Regions from separate parts of the Mus musculus genome. Here all the other regions are linked to region 2. Evidence: chromatin contacts called from public promoter capture Hi-C data. All regions are on one chromosome and are shown on one strand. Each heading gives the region's core, a stretch centred on a gene start, on an enhancer-like site or on the middle of the called end of the contact. The rest is flanking DNA. Distances are from core to core; before and after follow the strand shown. Region 1 holds the start of Gtf2f2 (general transcription factor IIF, polypeptide 2). Region 2 holds the start of Dnajc15 (DnaJ heat shock protein family (Hsp40) member C15). Region 3 holds the start of Sugt1 (SGT1, suppressor of G2 allele of SKP1 (S. cerevisiae)). Region 4 holds the start of Serp2 (stress-associated endoplasmic reticulum protein family member 2). Region 5 holds the start of Wbp4 (WW domain binding protein 4). Region 6 holds the start of Naa16 (N(alpha)-acetyltransferase 16, NatA auxiliary subunit).

Evidence for each region. Promoter capture Hi-C pulls out the DNA fragments that hold promoters and counts their contacts.
Region 1: a contact with region 2 is called in a promoter capture Hi-C map of liver, with 3 times the contacts expected there. The contact joins the promoter of Gtf2f2 here to the promoter of Dnajc15 in region 2. A contact is called at or near these places in 3 of 39 promoter capture datasets (liver and pre-B cells).
Region 3: a promoter capture Hi-C map of pre-B cells shows a contact between it and region 2, with 2.7 times the contacts expected there. The contact joins the promoter of Sugt1 here to the promoter of Dnajc15 in region 2. A contact is called at or near these places in 2 of 39 promoter capture datasets (the C10 cell line and pre-B cells) and 1 of 484 Hi-C or Micro-C datasets (B cells).
Region 4: a promoter capture Hi-C map of liver shows a contact between it and region 2, with 3 times the contacts expected there. The contact joins the promoter of Serp2 here to the promoter of Dnajc15 in region 2. A contact is called at or near these places in 3 of 39 promoter capture datasets (hippocampal neurons, liver and pre-B cells).
Region 5: a contact with region 2 is called in a promoter capture Hi-C map of liver, with 3 times the contacts expected there. The contact joins the promoter of Wbp4 here to the promoter of Dnajc15 in region 2. A contact is called at or near these places in 3 of 39 promoter capture datasets (liver and pre-B cells).
Region 6: a promoter capture Hi-C map of liver shows a contact between it and region 2, with 3 times the contacts expected there. The contact joins the promoter of Naa16 here to the promoter of Dnajc15 in region 2. A contact is called at or near these places in 2 of 39 promoter capture datasets (the C10 cell line and liver).

The regions. Positions count from the first base shown.
Region 1 is chr14:76,009,381-76,012,253 of GRCm38.p6, reverse strand. Gtf2f2 (general transcription factor IIF, polypeptide 2) reads left to right here and starts at 1,389. Exons shown (of 8, transcript NM_026816.3): 1 at 1,389-1,574. The coding sequence starts at 1,509. It overlaps Gm36429 (a long non-coding RNA gene), which reads right to left and starts at 1,508. Exons shown (of 2, transcript XR_383601.2): 1 at 1,171-1,508; 2 at 142-344.
Region 2 is chr14:77,873,256-77,876,224 of GRCm38.p6, reverse strand. Dnajc15 (DnaJ heat shock protein family (Hsp40) member C15) reads left to right here and starts at 1,308. Exons shown (of 6, transcript NM_025384.3): 1 at 1,308-1,427. The coding sequence starts at 1,326.
Region 3 is chr14:79,586,009-79,589,029 of GRCm38.p6, reverse strand. It overlaps Sugt1 (SGT1, suppressor of G2 allele of SKP1 (S. cerevisiae)), which reads right to left and starts at 1,370. Exons shown (of 13, transcript NM_026474.6): 1 at 1,164-1,370; 2 at 1,019-1,076. The coding sequence starts at 1,201.
Region 4 is chr14:76,555,431-76,558,477 of GRCm38.p6, reverse strand. It overlaps Serp2 (stress-associated endoplasmic reticulum protein family member 2), which reads left to right and starts at 1,791. Exons shown (of 3, transcript NM_001160326.1): 1 at 1,791-2,047. The coding sequence starts at 1,964.
Region 5 is chr14:79,479,979-79,483,174 of GRCm38.p6, reverse strand. Wbp4 (WW domain binding protein 4) reads left to right here and starts at 1,907. Exons shown (of 10, transcript NM_018765.3): 1 at 1,907-2,244; 2 at 2,730-2,802. The coding sequence starts at 2,243. Elf1 (E74-like factor 1) reads right to left here and starts at 1,981. Exons shown (of 9, transcript NM_007920.4): 1 at 1,538-1,981. It overlaps n-TEttc4 (a tRNA gene), which reads right to left and starts at 1,507; the gene lies at 1,436-1,507.
Region 6 is chr14:79,389,408-79,392,384 of GRCm38.p6, reverse strand. Naa16 (N(alpha)-acetyltransferase 16, NatA auxiliary subunit) reads left to right here and starts at 1,717. Exons shown (of 20, transcript NM_025832.2): 1 at 1,717-1,823. The coding sequence starts at 1,770.

The DNA of each region.
Region 1 (2,873 bases), core at 140-2,639, 1.9 Mb after region 2:
TGCTTCAGCAAATCTGGGGCAAAAACAGTACTTTTGTCTAGGAGTTCAGTCAGTAGTGTAGAAAACAAAGATAAACACGCCTCTCATGGTACAGCGTTAAGCATCACACACTATCATATGGGGAAACAGAACTTTATCTAGGGGGACTCTCTTTTCTGTGTGGTCTTTATTTCATTTCCACTTGTCTGTGTTTATAAGTAGAAGTTTGCCAAAGGACAGGGCCAGTGTAAAGATCAGGGAAAGCAGGGCATCTAAGGCACAGGAATTGGTTTGAAAGAGGCTCTGAAATGGTAAGAGGAAGGTCCTGGAGTCTTCAAGCAGGTGGATGGGCTTGGTGTGGAATCCTGTGTGGAACAGAGAGTATAGGAAGGATCAAACCCAAAGGACTCAGTTGAAGCACAGGGTAGAATTTCATTCCAAAGGCAAGTGGGGGAGGAAATTACCAAATGAAGACTCAGGAGCTAGAAGCTGCGGTGAAAGCCTGCTAACTCTGAGAGGCAGAAAAAGTACTCAGCTGACCTTCCCACTCCACCGACTTCTCAGAAGGAAAAGCCCCTTCTCCTTCATGCACTCTTAAATACCCTTCACCTCAAACTCTCTCCTTTCTCTTGCTCATGTTCACTCTCTTGTCAGCTGGCTACTTGCTCTGCCGCCTGATCTAGGGTTGACTTTATTTAGCTCTTGGATTAATGTGCGCGCTAGGTAGGGGTGAGCCAGGCTACCTATACTTGTTTACAGTAAACAGAAAGTTCTAGGATCAAAGGCTGAGCCACAGTTATTAACAGATTCTTCCAGTTCACAATCTCAGGGCTCATAATGTGATCCAATATCCTGCAACCGGAAACTGTTTAAGCAGGGCAGTTGGATAATCAGATCTGTTTCTTACATGGTGGGTCTTACCAACTCAATTAGATGGCATTCAGGTTTCGGCGTCTGAAAGAGTGTATGCTGCTTGCACGGTGTGAATTGATTTTTATGCCTCGAAAAGGCATGTGTCCAGCATACTCACTTGTACTCTAGTGCCCACTTGTGCCAATGTTAATTGGGCCAAGAAAGTGACTTTTTTTACCCCCAAGTCTGTCCTTAAAATGCCTAGCTTCTTTATCTAGGGTTGGGTATAAATACACACAGCTTTTGTCTGTCTAAACCTTAATCTTTCCACTTTGTCACCTTTGCTGTAAACGCACGGTTCAGGATTAGGCTCTTCCTTTCCCAGCACTCGAATCCCAAGATTGCACGTTGCCGGGAGTCACGCCCATCTAGGAAATTGCCGGAGCAGGAAGTTTGTCCCTCTCGGCGCGCTGTCCTGACGTAGTCGTGCGCAGGCGCAGTTCTTCATTCGGCGGCGTGTTCTTCTCATCTAAGTTCCTGGTTCCCGGGCTGTGTGCGACGCCGGCTTTTCGCGGTCTACTTACTCCCTTGGCCGGCTCTGGACTGTCGCTCTCTGCCTTTCAGCGCCGGGACCACTGCTTGTGCGCGCACTGCACGCCTCCTCACGCGACAAGCTCATGGCGGAGCGCGGGGAACTCGATCTGACGGGCGCCAAACAGAACACCGGCGTGTGGCTGGTCAAGGTGAGTGAGACGCGAGCCCCGCGGGGCGCTTCCGAAAGTTCTGGGTCCGTCTTGCTCGGGCCACCGCTGTTCTGAGAAGCGGGTCGCTGTTGCGTCCGTTTGCAGGTTGGAGAAGTTACTTTAGGGGACACAGGGCGTCTTTCAGGCCGTCTCTCAATTTCATCCGCCCACCATGGAACTAACTCTCTTTACCGCCAAGACCTGGCCTTCCTGGAGTCCTGACCCGGTGGTCCCCGAGTGGGCAGTACATTTACCCCAGGTCGGAAAAGTCCTTGCGGTTTTCTTTTTGGTAAGGTTAACTTTAGTTATGAACGTGTATAAATTACTTGAATAGATATTCCGTACAGTTTTCTGGACCACAAAGTGGAGCTGGTCCCTGTGTACTCTGTTGTTTTGAAACAATCTCTCTGTGTAGACTTGGCTAGCCTGGAACTCGCCATGTAGACTCCTGTCGCTTTACACGGCTAGTGTTGCCTGGGTTGGTAATTCAATTGGAGCCTTCGAAAGACCTAGAAGTTCTGAATTCAAAGAGAAGTTGTTGACTTCGTGTTTTTAAAGAGCGAGTTTAGGATTCATGAAACCAACCAGCAGTAAATGTTTTAAGTGGTCATGCGGCAGACCTCGTTTGCCCCAGTGGTCGCCATCTATTCGGGTCACTTTTTTTTATATGGGGTGGGAGGCTCTGTGGGGAATCTCATTCTGAAAAACCATATTTAAATGGGATCATGAAAGTTTCCCAAACTTGTTTTTTAAATGGTTTATCTTTGTAATGAGTGTTTTAAGTCCATGGCTGAGTTCTCATCAAGACAAAGTGTTTCTTCCTGTCCTTTTCTCTGAAACAGCTCTCGTCGTTTGCCAGCACAGCAGACTATGTTAAGTTCTTCAAACCCCTGAACAGTTTCTAGTGCTCCTTTGTACCTGTCTGTATCTATTGTTGATGCCCCTACCCCCAAGTCACTTTCTTTGCACTTTGATTAGTGTTTGGCACATATTACTTTTCCAATATGTGATGAATATAAGAAATTGAAAAGGCACACGCCTTTAATTCCAGCACTCGGGAGGGAGAGGCAGGTGAGTGAGTTCCAGGACAGCCAGAGCTATACAGAGAAACCCTGTCTCGAAAAACCAAAAAGAAAAAGAAAAGGCTGTATGTCAAAGAGACACAAACTAAAGTGGGTAGGAGTTAGTCCTGTCAGTTTCATCGGCGGGCGATTAATGAAACACACCTCTGGGTGTTTCTGGTGCTGTTTCTGGAGGCAAAGTAGGTCACAGGGCTATGATCTAATTAAGGGATTAGTT
Region 2 (2,969 bases), core at 59-2,558:
TAGGCTTCAATCCAATTCATTTGGTTTGATCACGAATAATTGTGGATTGGCTTAATAAAGTAATTTATGTAATAAAGCCGTGTTTCTGAAGAGTTCTGAAGTATTTTTAACACATTATTACATATCACCGGCTCAATTCTTGGTGTTTATTTCCATGTGGAATTTGTGACCCCTTTCTTCTTCTAACTAAAACAAACCCCATGCTCCCTACTGACCACATCAGTGGCTGAGCCTCCAAGGAAGCCTTTGTGGCTGTTCTCGTTTCTCTCTGTGAACTCTGACACTGATTTTGCTTTCATTTGTAGCTAATCTAGCATGCTTGCTCGTGCTTTTAGTATATGGTACTAGCATGGTGTTTAATGTAATCTTTCCTTCCTGATTCTAAATTCCTTCAGGCCCTAAGCATGAGAATAATAATATATGGATAAATTAATAGGTTCTTACAACTGGTTTTTTGTTTGTTTGTTTGTATGGTTTGTTTTGTTTTGTTTTTCAAGATAGGGTTTCTCTGTATAGCTCTGGCTGTCCTGGAACTCACTTTGTAGACCAGGCTGGCCTCGAACTCAGAAATCTGCCTGCCTCTGCCTCCTGGGTGCTGGGATTAAAGGCGTGCGCCATCACGCCCAGCTAGGTTCTTACAACTTTTAATGTAAAAAAACAAAACAAAACAAAAAAACCAAACCCCAAAACAAAAAAAAACCTTCTTGTAGGCTGGATTGCAAAGTGTATAAAGGGTAAAACAGCAGCCAACTTGGTACAGGGGTTAGAAAGCGTATTAGCTTCAGTTATTGCCTAATATCTGTTCGAGAAAGCTTGACCTAAACATTAATAATGAAGTTAAGTCTTTATGTATTCAAATTAGTCAAAATCATTTGCTGTGAGCGCAAGTTAGTGGATCATCAGTATCTTCCCAGTGATTTCACTAACATGTGAAATCACATTCATTTCTAGTTGGGAAGGTCAAGCAAGGAAGCCCTCCCTGGCCTTGTTTCTATTCCCAGGCACCATCGCGGTACTTTGGAATCTCTCCCTGCCTGGTTTTAGAGGAAACTCAAGGTAGACCTAAGAAGGCCCCGCCTCTTCAGGCTTGGTTGTTATAGTGGAGGGTGGCACAAACAAACAAACAAGGCTCTGTAAGGGTCTGACCCCGGGCTTTGACAGGGTCAGTTTATCGGAGATGGAATGAGAACCAGATTCTCTGCAGCCAGGTCTCCACTAATAAAACTGAACACCTACTCAGAGCGCGAACTTAACCGGTCCGCACTAATTTGTCCCCGCGGACGCCCCGTAGACAACTCAGTGCGTCCTCGGAGTCCTGCAGTGCCATGGCTACCGGTGGCGGCGTGACCTCCAGAGAGGGGCTGCGCTACGCCGAATACCTGCCTCCTTCTGCCCAAAGGTCGGACGCCGACATCGACCACACAGCGGTGAGTCTGCCGGCCGCCACTGACCTGCACCCCTAAACCCCAAGACCTCCCACTCCCACCCCCTTGCCCGGCTGCCTGTGCCCGGCGTGGTACCTGGCTGTCTCCTCAAAGTGTCACGGACCACAGAACAGGCCCACGGTTATCCAGTGAAGAGACCCATGGGTTCCCCCTGGGCAGAGGGGGCCCGGTGGAGCCAGGAGCCTCCCTTGGGGAAAAGTAGTTAAGAACCAGGGCGCGAAGCTGCGTGAGAACAGTTGGGACCTCTAGCACCCCCAAGTCTGGAGCAACTCAGCCTAGATCCGGGCAGAAAATGCTTGCGATTTATTGAGGCGGCTTCTTTCCTTCCACCTTGTGGTTCCTGAAGATCGAACTCAAGTCAGCCATCACCTCCACTGACCGAGTCACCCCGCTCGTTCACATCTGTAGGAGAGTCTAGAATTCAGGACATAACTTAGGAGGTCTCTTTAACAGCCAGCCTCAGGAATGCTAAATTGTGGGAGTCTTCACCAGTTCACGCCACTGTCCTTTCTATAACAGAAACAAAAACAAAAACAAAACAAAACAAAAAAAAAAACCAACTTTCTTGTGATATCCTGACATGAAATTAAAGTTTCTAAAAATCAATATAATAGTCAAATTGAAACGTAACGGTGAAGTAAATATCTTCTTAGTAATAAGTAGCTGTTTGAATTTGTAAATGCCTTCACGTTATTTATTATATTACAGGCTGCAATGAAGTGATCATATTGCCCTCGCATTGCAGCAGTTGTACATGGGACAGCTACAAATGCCAAGCCGGCAGGATTTTATTTTTTAAAAGGACTCACTGTATTTCCTACGCTGGCCTGGAGCTTACGATTCTCCTGCTTCAGCCTTCTTACTTCCTGGCCTATCAGATATTGGCATCCTGTTGTTATTTAAAAAAATTTTTTTTTTCCCAAAAAAGCAAACACTCTGAGGTAAATTGTTAGAAATGTCTCCTCACTTTGTAGGGTAAGTTCACTTATGGAAAATTAAGCCTGTACTAAAACAGAGTAGAAGTATAAATGGTTGAAAGTTCTTAACAAAACAAAGATGGCCAGAAACTGGTTATTCACCATTTAATGTCACTGGCATCTTGTAACACTTGGAGAGTTAGGGATGGTTTTTTATTCCTGGTTGGCCAGCCTTGCACATGATAGGACTTTTGAAATCGGGAGTCGACCATCCACAAAGTACTCTTCCTCTTAGGCAAACTACTGTGGAAGCTCAAAAGGGCTTCACAGCGTTTTCAGATTGTCCCTGAGGGATCGATGTTGACTGTGTTGAGAATACCTGGTCTAAATCAAACAGTGAGGTAGACGACAAGATTATTAGTAATGACTTTAGGTAACTGAAAATAATGGGAAACTGACAAAAGGGTGTTAGGAAAGGAAAACTTGGCCTTGAGAAGGATCAGCCTGGTTGACAGAGCCAATTCCAGGACAGCCAAGACTACACAGAGAAACCCTGTCTCAGAAGAAGAAAAAAAAAAGGGGGAGGGGGAAGGAAAGAAAGAGAAAA
Region 3 (3,021 bases), core at 121-2,620, 1.7 Mb before region 2:
CAGGTGGGCCTCAAACTCAAGAGATCCACCTGCTTCTGCCGCCCAAGCACTGGGATTAAAGGTGTGCGCCAACACCAGCAGGCTCTCTAATACCGCGCTATCAAACCTCATGATCACTCTGTAGACCTAAGAATACAAAGCGGAGCTTGTAACATTAAAACAACAATGTAGCTATCCTAGTCTGCTAGTCTCTACAAAAGTGATTTCTCTAAGGCTCAAAACATAAAAATGTTTCCTTTTTTCCAGCGGGGGAGCTCTGAAGTGTCGGGAAGAATTTCACACATCCCAGGCTAGCCTCAACTCACAAAGTAGCTGAGGATGACCTTGAATTTCTGACCCTAGGGCATTCACCGCCTGAGTACCAGGATTACAGGCCTGTACCACCATACTTGACATGTGCCGATAACTCTCTGGAGTCCAGCCAGCGCTCCTAAGAAACATCCGTACAAAGCTAGTTTGTTCTAGACTTCACCTGAAATGGCCCAAAAGCAAATCATATAATACTAAAATGTAGGCAGGGTTTATTTACTGATACATCCCAAGAACTCGCAGGATCCAAAGTTTAAGGCCAGCCTAGATAAAAAGCGCGGTTTTATAAACAACTGTATAAAGAACAACCACAGTCATCTGTAAAGTGGAAGGCACAGAGGGAAAATGTTCTTTAGTAAATTTAATTAAGGACACTTAACAGTACCTGACATATAAGGGCAAACATAACTGTTAAAGTAAAAAATTGATACATCAAGCCCTATTTTCGCCTTTTCCTTGATCATAAATGCCATTATAAGTGCAACCACAGACAGTAACTATGTTTCCAAGAAATAAATGGGAGGGAGGTGCCCTCATCGGGAGCTTGTGGAGAGGAAGGGCAAGATCTATGGCAAAGGTATTAAGGAGACAAAGAGATTAAGTATCTTAATTTTGGGACTTAGATACATTGTAGCTTTGCTCCCACGAAGGTAATGCCGGGAAGAGGAGGGGTCTGTAGGGACCCAACAGTCCCAGTGAGCTCACTCACCTCTAATGCTGCCTGGGGATCCCCGTCGATCAGAGCATCTGAGAAGCTCTGGAAAAGCCTGCCAAGAAAACAACGACTTCAGCAGGTCTCTCTAATCAAGGAAAGAATAGAAAGACAAACAGCAAAGGTGAAGAAAATCACGCACCGCTGGGACGATGCAGGTCCTGCTGCAGCTGCCGCCATCCCTAGGAGTCAAGAAAGCTTCTGCCTGAGCGTTTCTACCTTGGTTACCAGCTCCGCCGCCGCCCAGGAAGGGAAAACTTCTAAAGAAACCCCAACTGAGCTTCCGTCCTCCGTAGCCAATCAGCGGTCGCGCAGCATGCAGCCGCGGAAAAGGAGGCGAAGGGTGGGCAGGTAGGCGCGGGGCCGGCTGGGAAAGAGGAGGAAACGCTCTCCGGCCCCGCCCCTACCCGTGACGCAGCCAAGCCCCCGCCCCGAGGGCGTGGCCGTGAGTCCCGCGCCCCGCCGTACGCCCGTGGGGGATCCGGCATGGCTTGTAAGCTTTGAAATATTGTCTCGGAGCCCACTGTAAGGTACTGGGGATCCGTCGGGAGGTAGTTCTGGCTTCGCTAAGGAGTGTCACGTTAAGCTCCGTTTACTCCGGTTTTCATCATGGCTACCGCCGGCGGCCAAGTTGTGCGTGACGTCACTCGTGGCAGCCAGGTCTTTTCCGGCAGCAGAGCCCGGGATGGCGCATCAGTTCGCATGACTCTCTCCGTGGAGAACCCGGACGGCCTGGCTCGCCGGAAGTCACGTTACCGGCATGGAGGACGGAGTTTTCCGGAGGGCCTGCCAGATGCCAGAGCTCCACACCCCAAGCTTCCTTCCTAAGTCGGCTTTCCAAACCAAGAAAAGCCTGTTTCACAAGCACCGCGTGGATGAAAGTGACCTATAGCTAATGGTCTTATTGCTGCTTTGTGTTCTAAGTAACCAGTAAGCCCCCCGTCCCCCGCCGTCCTTAGAGCCAAACATCACACTAGGAAGTTTCCTGCGAATTCTTTGAAACTGAGTGGTAAGGGGCAACAGGAGGGAGTGGCAGTTATAGGTTCACCAAACTTGATTTAAAAGCTCTTGATAACGCTCAGTAACTCGTTTTACCAAGTCTGTTTTAGTAGGTGAAATGATTGAAGTGGTCGTTGGCTTCCTCAAACAAGATATATATAAGACCTCAGTCTGGAAACATGACAGTCCACGAAGAAAAAGAAATTACAGTTCAGGCATTTGTGTACATATCCCCACTGTTAAACTCGCCCACTTTTCTGAGTTCTAACTTTAAAAGACCTAAGTTTTGTCTTCCCCACTTTTCTAGCACGTTTTCCATACTGGCCAAACGCCTAGTTGTGCTTGCTAGCTATCGTGGGTATTATAATTTTTTGTTACAACCTCAACCTACCAATCAATCACCCCTTGCAGATGCAAAAAATAACGGTGGGAGGACGTTTGAAAATACAGAGAAACTTGAGCCCATATTCAAGATGGAGAAACGGAGGTTACAAAGATTTAAGTATGTATGGGGTCATCAAGAGATGGAAGTGTGGAATACTACAAAGTTTAAAGTGTAACACATTTGCCACCTGTAGGTATATCCCATCTGTATTGTAAATGGGTTGTTTGAAGGGGGGGGGGGGTCGAGCCGGGGCGGGGAAGGGCTGATAGAAGATAACAGGTCCCAGAAAGGAATCTGAATCCACTTGTGGGAAAGGAGAAGTAGGTGGGAGAGACACTTGAGGCAGACCAGGGCCAGCTGGCCACTAAACTCAAAGAGGTGCAGGTTTCAGGTTTTAGTAAGTACTGAGAAGATCAAATTAGCTCAACTAAACTGAAGCTAAGCAGATCTGTAAGGGAAGGTAGAGAGCATCGTTTTGGATCTTTCCATTCAAGGTTGTTTTCCGTTTCTGTGAACCCTGCAGAAACTAGACTGTAAAAGAACAGATGCATAACGATGAGGAGTGTCTTCTGCATAATGTCTTTAAAGGAAATGTTAGTTTTGTTCCGTTTGCAGT
Region 4 (3,047 bases), core at 542-3,041, 1.3 Mb after region 2:
CCACCTCATCCAATCAGAATTCACACACGCTCCAGGCACGAGCTCAGGTCGTTCACAGATAGGCTGACAGGTCCTGACCACAAGGAACAGTCCAGCCTGGCAGGCAGCCCACGCATGCAGCCTCACTGTGCATGCTCTGGCAAGGCAGTAAACAAGTGGGTTTCACGGGTCCTGCAGCCGCACCGCTCCCCACAGTGGTCCTTAAAATCAGGGACCAGAATAGGTCAGACTTAAGTGGTCCTGTGATGTTGGTGGCTGCTCATACTGTTAATGAAGCCAGTAGCTGCTCATTCAAGTGAAGAGATTTCTAACCAGTTGATAGAAGGGTATATTGGCTGGTTTTGTCTAACTTGACCCAAGCTGGAGTCTTCAGAGTGGAAGGAGCCTCCGTTGAGAAATGAGACTATGAGCTCCAGCTGTAAGGCATATTCTTAATTACAGATTGAAGGGGAGGCCCCAGCCCATTGTGGGTGGTGCCATCCCTGAGCAGGTGGGCCCAGATTCTATTAGAAAGCAGGTTGAGCAAGCCAGAAAAAGTAAGCCAGTCAGCAGCACCCTCCACAGCCTCTGCATCAGCTCCTGCTTCCAGGTTTCTGCCCTGCTTGAGTTTCATCCCAACAGAAACTCTAAGATAAACCGTATCCTAAAGAGCTCTTCCTAGCTTTCTACCCACATAAGAAATTCTACCCATACCAGAGCCTATTGAAGCATCCTCCAGGCACAGATAGATAGGATCAGAGATGCATCCGACATATCTGGTCTACACAGCTCTCACTCCTTACCCTTGAGTGCTATTTTGTATTGTCCTAACCCTGGACCACCTCTTCCCACTTCTCCAGATGTCCCTCCTGAGCTCCAAGGAGCCATATTTGTTGAGGAAAGATAAGCGGTTCAGCCCCCACTCCTCCCCTAGCTAAATCTCGGGGTCAGCATCTGGATATTCAAATATTGATTTTTGTCCTTTCACTGCAGAGAAACTCCCAATGCTGTCTGGGAGCTCACACTTAGTACCCCATAGAACAGGGATGCCTGAAGGTCCAAGATGCCCCAAGACAGTAGTGGTGGTGGGGCAGTGGGGGATAAGAGTCCAAGCCTGGTCAACACTTTGGTTATGGGCAGTGGCCATCCATTCTTCCTGTACTGTAGGCTCATGAACCCTTTGCCCTCTATGCACTCAGTGGTTTCTGGGGCAATCTGCTAGTGTGATGACCACCACTGCCAAGGTGAGGTCTGGTCCAACTCCACCCTCATCCACATTTTTCAGGGACCAGAAAGAGGCTTCTTGGCTCTTCGTCCCATGTCACAAAGGGTCTCTTTTTGCACAACCCAACTTGCCAAGTGGGGTTTCCTCAGACACCTAAAGGGCAGGTTCTTTTGGGGTGTTTCCCAACAGTACTACCCAAACCTGGCCAGGCTCAGCTCTGAGACTCAGCGCTCGATGCCTAGGGTCTAGCCTTCAGCTTGAAGCACCAGCGCCCCAATCCCTGCCTGTCCCGAGGTGGTCAGGAAACAGTCAGAGGTCACCAGGCTGGGTGCGGCTGCGTCCCCACCCCCCACGCACGCACAAACGCCGGGTCGCCCGAACCCTATGCCCCGCAGCGTTCGATCTCAGGACCCGGACACCCCGGGCCACGGTGCCCTTGGGCTTGGCGCGCGGCGCTGTGTCAGCGCCCGCCTCTCGCTTCCCGCCTCCTGCCTCGGTGGCCGCGCAGGGTAGGTAGCTGGGGGGACCGGAAGGATGGCGAGGAAGTCGGAGAGGGTTTCCTGAGATGAGAGATTACTTCCGTCCGCGCGCTGGCCTCTCTCTGGAGCCGGCTGGCTGGGGCTCCGGGAGCGGGGTGCGCGGGGCTCGGCCGTGCCTTGCCACCTGCAGCGCCCGGGCAAGCCGCGGGGCGCTGCGGCTACGGCTCACCCCGGCCATCGTTGCAGGTGGGAGTCGAGAGCATCCCCAAGCGCCCAAGCCATGGTGGCCAAACAGCGGATCCGGATGGCTAACGAGAAGCACAGCAAAAACATCACCCAGAGGGGAAACGTAGCCAAAACCCTGGTAAGGCGGGGGCGGCGCCGGCCGGGCCGAGCTGGCAGGACCCGCGGGGCGGAGCGGGGCGGGGCGGGCGGGCCGTGGGCTCGGAGCCAGGCCTCCCGGCCCCTCCTCCGGGGTCCCGCAGGCTGGGGGACCCAGCGGGGCTCTGGGGGGCGCAGACTGCTCTGCTTTCTCGTGGGCGGAGAGGGCTCTGGTTGGTGGAGACTCCCCAAGAGAAGGAGCCATCGTCCTTGAAAAAGGCTAAAAGCTGCATCTTAGGGGCCAGTGAAGCCAACTGGGCTGGGAGCCTACTAAGTGAATGAATGAACGAAAGGATGAACGAATGATAGAATGCCACTTATCCACAGCTTCCAGGCTCCGCCCCTGGACTCTCTCCCCACCCCCATGCTAAGATTTTTCTTTCCACCCTTTTTGTGATCGTCTGTCTCTTCTCCCTGTGTGTGTGTGTGTGTGTGTGTGTGTGTGTGTGTGTGTGTACATATATATTATATATATGGTATAAAAGTAGGGCGTGAGATTCCGAGCTACATTTCTCTTCACCCTCCTCTTTCTCTTGCAAACTGAAGCCGCCTCAGCCAAAGCTGAGTGCATCGTTACTGCCTATAATTCACCGTATGGATTCTGGCGCATTATGATGCTGTAACTGTAGCGACCAGCTTAGTGCCCGAGGTTCTTTGCTCCCAGACTGTGTATTAAAGCTTTACCCCTGGAATCTTAAGTAAACTGTGTACCTTAAGTGCAGAGATTTCCTTTAGGAAACCAAGTTATCTGCTCCAGAAAATGTCAGGCCTGTGACTTTGAACCATCCAAGGCTTGTGTGGGTTTGCATCGTTGCGAAGAACTGGTTTGCAAAGGCGCCTGGAATCTATTAGCCCATACGATTATGGGGAAGTCCAGCCGAAGCTTGGGTTTGTCTGGAAACGCAGACTTGATGAGGCAATGCCTTTTAGCAAAGAAATTATGTTGGTTTGATTAACTGAGGGGAAAAGCTGGCTGTGTAGTC
Region 5 (3,196 bases), core at 658-3,157, 1.6 Mb before region 2:
CAGAAGCAGGAGGACCATAAACCTCAGCAGCTCCGGCTCCTAGTGAGTTCTAGGCTATCTCGAGCCACACGGAGAAACTATCGTAGTAATATAATGATGGTGACACGCTTACGGCTCTAAAGCTAGAAGACACCACTACACTCAGGTCAAAGACCTTCGCACGATCCCATAGCTAAGGACTGGAGGCCAAAGGGATTCTATCCAGCCACTACCCACCTACCTAAAGCGCCTGCTGTTCAGCAGGCACCTCAAAACATCTGGAGGTGGGGGGTGGGGAACCTGACATGCATAAGGACTTGTGTTAATGTTTTAAATATTCGCTAAAGGAGTTTTCTAGGTTTAATTTTTACGAGGAAAGGCTCATTAATCCCTAATCGCATAGATCACATTAACAGCTATTTTCAAACTCAGCTGTGCCAGTTAAGGCTATAAAATATTGTTGGGAACACACAAACAACCAAAACTTCTGCTCAGTAATGGTTTTGACCAGAAACTCATCCGCCGGAGTCAGTTTTTCCTTATTTGTGCCCAAAGGCCCAACAGACTAAACATTACAGCTGCCCCAATTTTCTAATTTCAACTTGCATTTATGATAACGCTTTTGTTTCGTGTACGGCGCTCAGGCTGCTGACACAGCTGGGCCGCTTCTTTGTAATAAACACAGGGCTTCTATATTTAAAAGTACAGTGCAACTTTGTTGTAACATCCCCTCCCCAGTCTCCGGGCTAATTTTCTGTCTTCCAAGCTCCACCTCCATCCCATGATTTTTTTTTTTTTTTAAATCAGTGACGCTCCAAACAGCCTCCGGGAAAGCCGGCTCTGTTCTTTCAAGACATCTCATCCCAGTGGTATTTTTCTTCTCCGCAGTTTGCCGTGTGTTTGAAGAGGAAAGGGGAGTTAGAAGGAAAATAAGAGACATTCTGCAAAAGCCTTGAGGCGAGGGTTGCTGGGGGGGGGGGGGAGCGGTGGACCGGGCTCGGGTGCACGCGGCGGGGGTCCTAGAGCCCAGCCGGCGACAAGGGATCGGCGGGGGTCTGGCGATAGGGAGCAGCGGGGTGGTCTCCAGCCGCTGTTGACAGTAACTGGAGCGCAGCGGGCACGCCCCGGCCCGCCGAGTAGGAAGGGGGCGGCGGAGCAGGGTGTGGGCCGAGGGGGCACCCGGGCGGGGGGAGATAAGGCGAGGCCCAAGTTAATCATCACCTCCCGAGCGCCTGGAAAAGTACGGGCTGAGGGCGGGGTACAGCCGCGGGGAAAGCGAAACTCCTCTCGCAGCGGGCCCGAGAGCGGCCGCCGCGCTCCTCCGGCCTCCGAGAGCCAAGCTCCCATCCACGGGAGCAACTACACTGCCTGCTCCCAAACTCACCCCGAACACGGCTGCAGAAGTCAGCCAGAGCCACTAAGCAAGTAAACTCAACTAGAGCAAAAAGTGACACTGTTCCCATACCGGGAGTCGAACCCGGGCCGCCTGGGTGAAAACCAGGAATCCTAACCGCTAGACCATATGGGAAGTGCTGCTACAAGCACTGCTGTGACCCACCTGACTAGCGTCAGCGCCGCTACCACTCAGCCACTCTGCTGCAACTCGCGCCGCCGAAGCCGCCCCCGCGGCCGCTGCCCCACGCGCGGGCACGAGCCCGGCGGAGCGCGCGGGCGTGGCGGGGGGGAGGAGCGGGGCCGGTGCGCGCCCCTGGAAAGTTCTGAGCCGAAGCCGGGCGCCCCGTGCGCTCCCGGAACGGGCGGCTGCGCCTTTCTTTCTCAGCCGTCAGGTCCCGGGCTGCTCCCCGGTCACAGAGCGGGCGGGCAAGCCGGCAAAGCCGAGGGCGGCGCCGGCTGTGGGAACGGCGGCGTGCGGCCGGGGCTGGGGGGAGGCGATCGAGCCTCTCGGCTGCGAGCCAGCTCGGGAGTGGAGGTTCTGGATCCCGGGAGGCGTGAGGACCGCGGGATGGAGCCTGGGTCGGACGCTCGGGGCCCGCGGCTCCGGTCCCGTCGCGCTTTCGTCCCTTCTGGGTGACCTCAACCCCTTTATACCGACCCCACCTCTCAGGCGCCGCGAGTACCGCCCCGTGGGGGAGGGGAAGAGGCGGTGACAACCGCGCGCGCGGGTTGGGCCGTCGCGGCCGCCGTAGTCCACCCGTGGAAACGCCGTACCCGGGGGGGACGCCGAGACCGAGAGGTCCTGGCTTGAGCCACCGGCGGACATCAGTGAGCGGGATCGCGGGCTGCCCGCGGAGCTGCCGCCGTCATGTGAGTCGGGTCGGGTCGGGTCGGGCTTGCGCCGCCAGGCGCCCGCGAGTGGCCTCCTCCCGCCCCTCCGCTCGCCCGGGGCCGCCCGACCTGCGGGGCCGGTTCTCTCGGAGACGCGGCCGCCCTCTAGGCAGGAGCCGGGGACTCGGGTGCCGCCCCCGCCCGCCCGCCGGGGCCCGGGCCCGGGGCCGGGGTGGCGCTGCGGCCTCAGACGTCCAGGGGCTTTTCCCAGCCTCGCGTCCCCAGAACGAATGAATTAGCTAGAAGGGCACGGGAAAGAGAAATACTTTGAGACTTCTTCATCTCGGTGCAGTGTGATTTACCTTCACCGGAGAGCAGTTTTCCACGGACTTTAGCTTTACATAAATAATACAACTGCTTTGCTAAGACAGAAGTCCGAAAACAGCCTTATATCCCATTTTTTAACAACTGTAAAAATTCCTTTCAATTTTTGGATAAGCTTAGAGTTGTTTTTATCTTTTCAGGGCCGACTACTGGAAGTCACAACCAAAGAAATTCTGTGATTACTGCAAGTGCTGGATAGCAGACAATAGGCCTGTATGAAATTTTTATTAAAATATTCACGTGATGTGTTGTTTTTTTGACTTTAGTGTGTATAAGCCACTTTCGTGTATAGTGCTCTTTATTCTTCAAAACCTAAAAAGGTTTCTTTTGTTTGATTCCTCTTATGAAAGCTATAGCCTTCTCCTTTTCATCAATCTGACTTTGATTTTAAGGCCAAATTATTTCTGGGGACTTTGAGGAAATGGACAGTGAGTGGGATAATCTTGTTTATGGAATACCTGCCCCTTAAAAAGGAATATTGTAGTTTTTCCTGTTCTCCACAGGAAGGAGAACAGCATTATTCCCTGGTGAGATACAAAGGGAGCAGCTGTAATATACCTTATGCTGAAAGCCTTGAGCCCACTATTTTTGCAAGGGGGTTGGGGGC
Region 6 (2,977 bases), core at 468-2,967, 1.5 Mb before region 2:
AAACAACCCAAACAAATGAACAAAAAAAAAACTCAAGAAACAAAAATGTTGTTTCAGGCCAAGCATCCGTGGCACATGCCTTTAATCCCAGCACTTGGGAGGCAGAGGCAGGCAGATCTCTAAAAGTTTGGGTCCAGCCTGGTCTACAGAGCAATTTTCAGGACAGCCAAGGCTAGACAGAGAAACCCTCTCTCAAGACAAAACAAAACAAAACAAAACAAAAGAAGATCAAACCCTCTCAAACATAGGGGACGGAGTGGGGGGCATAGGATGAAGTTCACCTGAAAGCAAACATTGCATCTGTCAATGTGGTGTCTTATGTAGAATTATTACCTATAGTTATCTCTGGCAAGTGATTGACACGGGCAACCCTATCTTGAGTCACCTTCCATGTTAGACAGTGGTGGCGCACGCCTTTGATCCCAGCTTTAGGGAGGCAGAGGTAGGCAGATTTCTGAGTTTGAGGTTAGCCTGGTCTACAGAGTGAGTTCCAGGACAGCGAAGGGTACACAGAGAAACCCTGTCTCTGAAAAACAAAACAAGCAAAAGGGTTCTGGAGAATGAACTTTATAGGATGTGCCATTTCCCGATTCCTGTAGCTTCTTCCGTCCCCTTAAAAAAAAAAAAAAAAAAAAGGCTCTCACTACATAGCCTAGCCTGGCTTTGAACTTGTAATCCTCTTGCCCTTGATTTTCCAGTACTATTACTACAGGCACGTGCAGAAATTAGGATTCAGAATTTATATGTTTATATACATATGTTTACACACACCTTTTAATACTACACCAACATCTGGTATGTGATCCTTCTTGTCACAGATGTCTATCTGTATGTTCTTGCGTGTTGTTAGTATGTTTCATTTTTTTGGAGAAGTCATCCCTGAAACATTCTAGGATTGTATCCTGTTTTTCCCATTATTGGGTAGTCTATGTGGTGAAAGAGGCAGTAGACTCGAGGATCAGTAGATCTGTAAAAATTCTGCAATTATTACTGAAAATGTTGGGTTCCCTCGCGGCTGAGACTTTTTTTTTTTTTTCTCCTTCCTATCCTTTGCCTAAAGGGGCTGTCTCGCCAGTTCCATCATTTCAAGGTCTGATCACTACTTTCATATGCAATGAAAAGATAAGGCTTCTTTTTTTGTTGTTGTTTTTTGTTTTTCGAAACAGGGTTTCTCTGTATAGCCCTGACTGTCCTGGAACTCACTCTGTAGACCAGGCTGGCCTCGAACTCAGAACTAGTGCTGGGATTAAAGGCGATTAAAGGCGTGCGCCACCACCGCCCGGTTTAAGGCTTCTTTTTAAGAGTCCTTTTAAAAACAGCAAGAAAAGGAAGGACAAATGGATTCTAAACCAAGAGTGTTCGTGGTATTAAGCAGGGTTTCCACTGCACAAAAGAATAAAAGTTAACTCGGAAAACAGTTTTACATCATCTAGGACAGAAGCCTAATAACCAGCGTGAGACGAACAGTCCAGAGATTAGGGCGAGTAAATGACTAGGCGCTTAAGACGTGACAGGAGCCACAGCCCTGCACCGACCCGGAGACCTCCCGGGTGAGAAGAGTCTAGTCTTTCTCTTGGCCGCGAGACTGCGCATGCGCACCCCGCGGGGGGGCGGGGCGAGCCCTGGTCGCCATCTTGGCGCGCGCGGGCTTCCCTCCCGGGCCGCCCACTGGAGTGCGCTGTGTTCCGCTTCCCGTGGCATCCCGCCGAGGTAACCCGCGGCCCGGGTCCTGGCTGGTCGCTCGAGCAGGCCTCCCCATCGCCGCCACGATGCCCTGCGTGCAGCTGCCCGCCAAGGAGAGCGCCCTCTTCAAGCGCGTGCTGGTGAGCGGTGGCCCGCCCGACCCCTGCGCGCTTTCTTTCCCACCGAGCCGGGCTCTCCTCCGGCCGCTTCTCCTTCCGTTCCCCCGCGGCGCTCCCTCCCTGACTCTGGAGCTCCCCACTGCGGGAGCTTTCCAGAAAGTTCCCCGGCCGAGTCGCCGGAACCCCGGCGCCGGGCTCAGCGGGTCCCTGCAGTCCTCCCCTCGGAGTAGTCCGAGCTGCTTCGGGTCCAGGCTGGGCCAAGCACCGCTGCTTGCGGGGTACGGGAACATGGAGCCCGCGATCCTCGGGAGCCCATGCCTCTGTGCGGGAGAGTTTGCATGTTTGTGCGGGCCCGGTTTTGGAAGTGATTTGCCAGAAACTTGCTTCTAACTCGTCCTCGTGATGAAAGCTGCGGAGAAGGGCTTTGTGCTTGAGACCCTTTACGTGGCTTTGAAGCCTGAATAAGAATAGTAATAATGATGATTAATAACAAGTTGCCTTGGTCATGTTAGACCCATGCCCAGCTAAACGAGGTTCGGTTTTACGTTTTTAAAGTTTACTTAAGACATGCTCACTCTGTAGCCCTGGCTGGCCTGGATCTCTCTATGCAGACAAAGCTAGCCTAGATTTTAGAGCTGCTTTTTTTTTTTTTGCCTCTCGAGTGCTGGGATTCAAGGCATTTGCCACTGTGCCCAGACAAGAAGTTTTCTCTGGGGAGTGTGCCAGCATATCTGCCACCTTGGCACCTTGACCAGGTTATATCCTTTCAGGGAGGAGAGAGGTGACACGCTTCTTCTCTGTATGTTGCGGGGCTCTTAAAGATTTAGAAAAGAAAATGAGTTAATAGCGGTATGTTCTAAGCTGCCCTTTTAATTTGAGAATGTGCTACTTGCTGGGCAAGCTTTTAGATTTCAGGGTGAATTTGTATTGAGAGCACGTGGCTGAATAGCGTTAGCTGTTGAGTAAGGAAACACTGATCTTAATACTTTGTTGCCATCACCTGACAAAATGTTACACTTAGTACTGGCTCAAGCCAACAGAAGCTTGACATGTAGCATTGAGAATGTTAACAATGATACAAGTGGACTAGGGGACTACTTTTTTTCTTTTTTTTTTTTCTTTTTTTTTCTTTTTCTTTCTTTCTTTTTTTTTTTTTTTTTTTGAGATGGCCATAT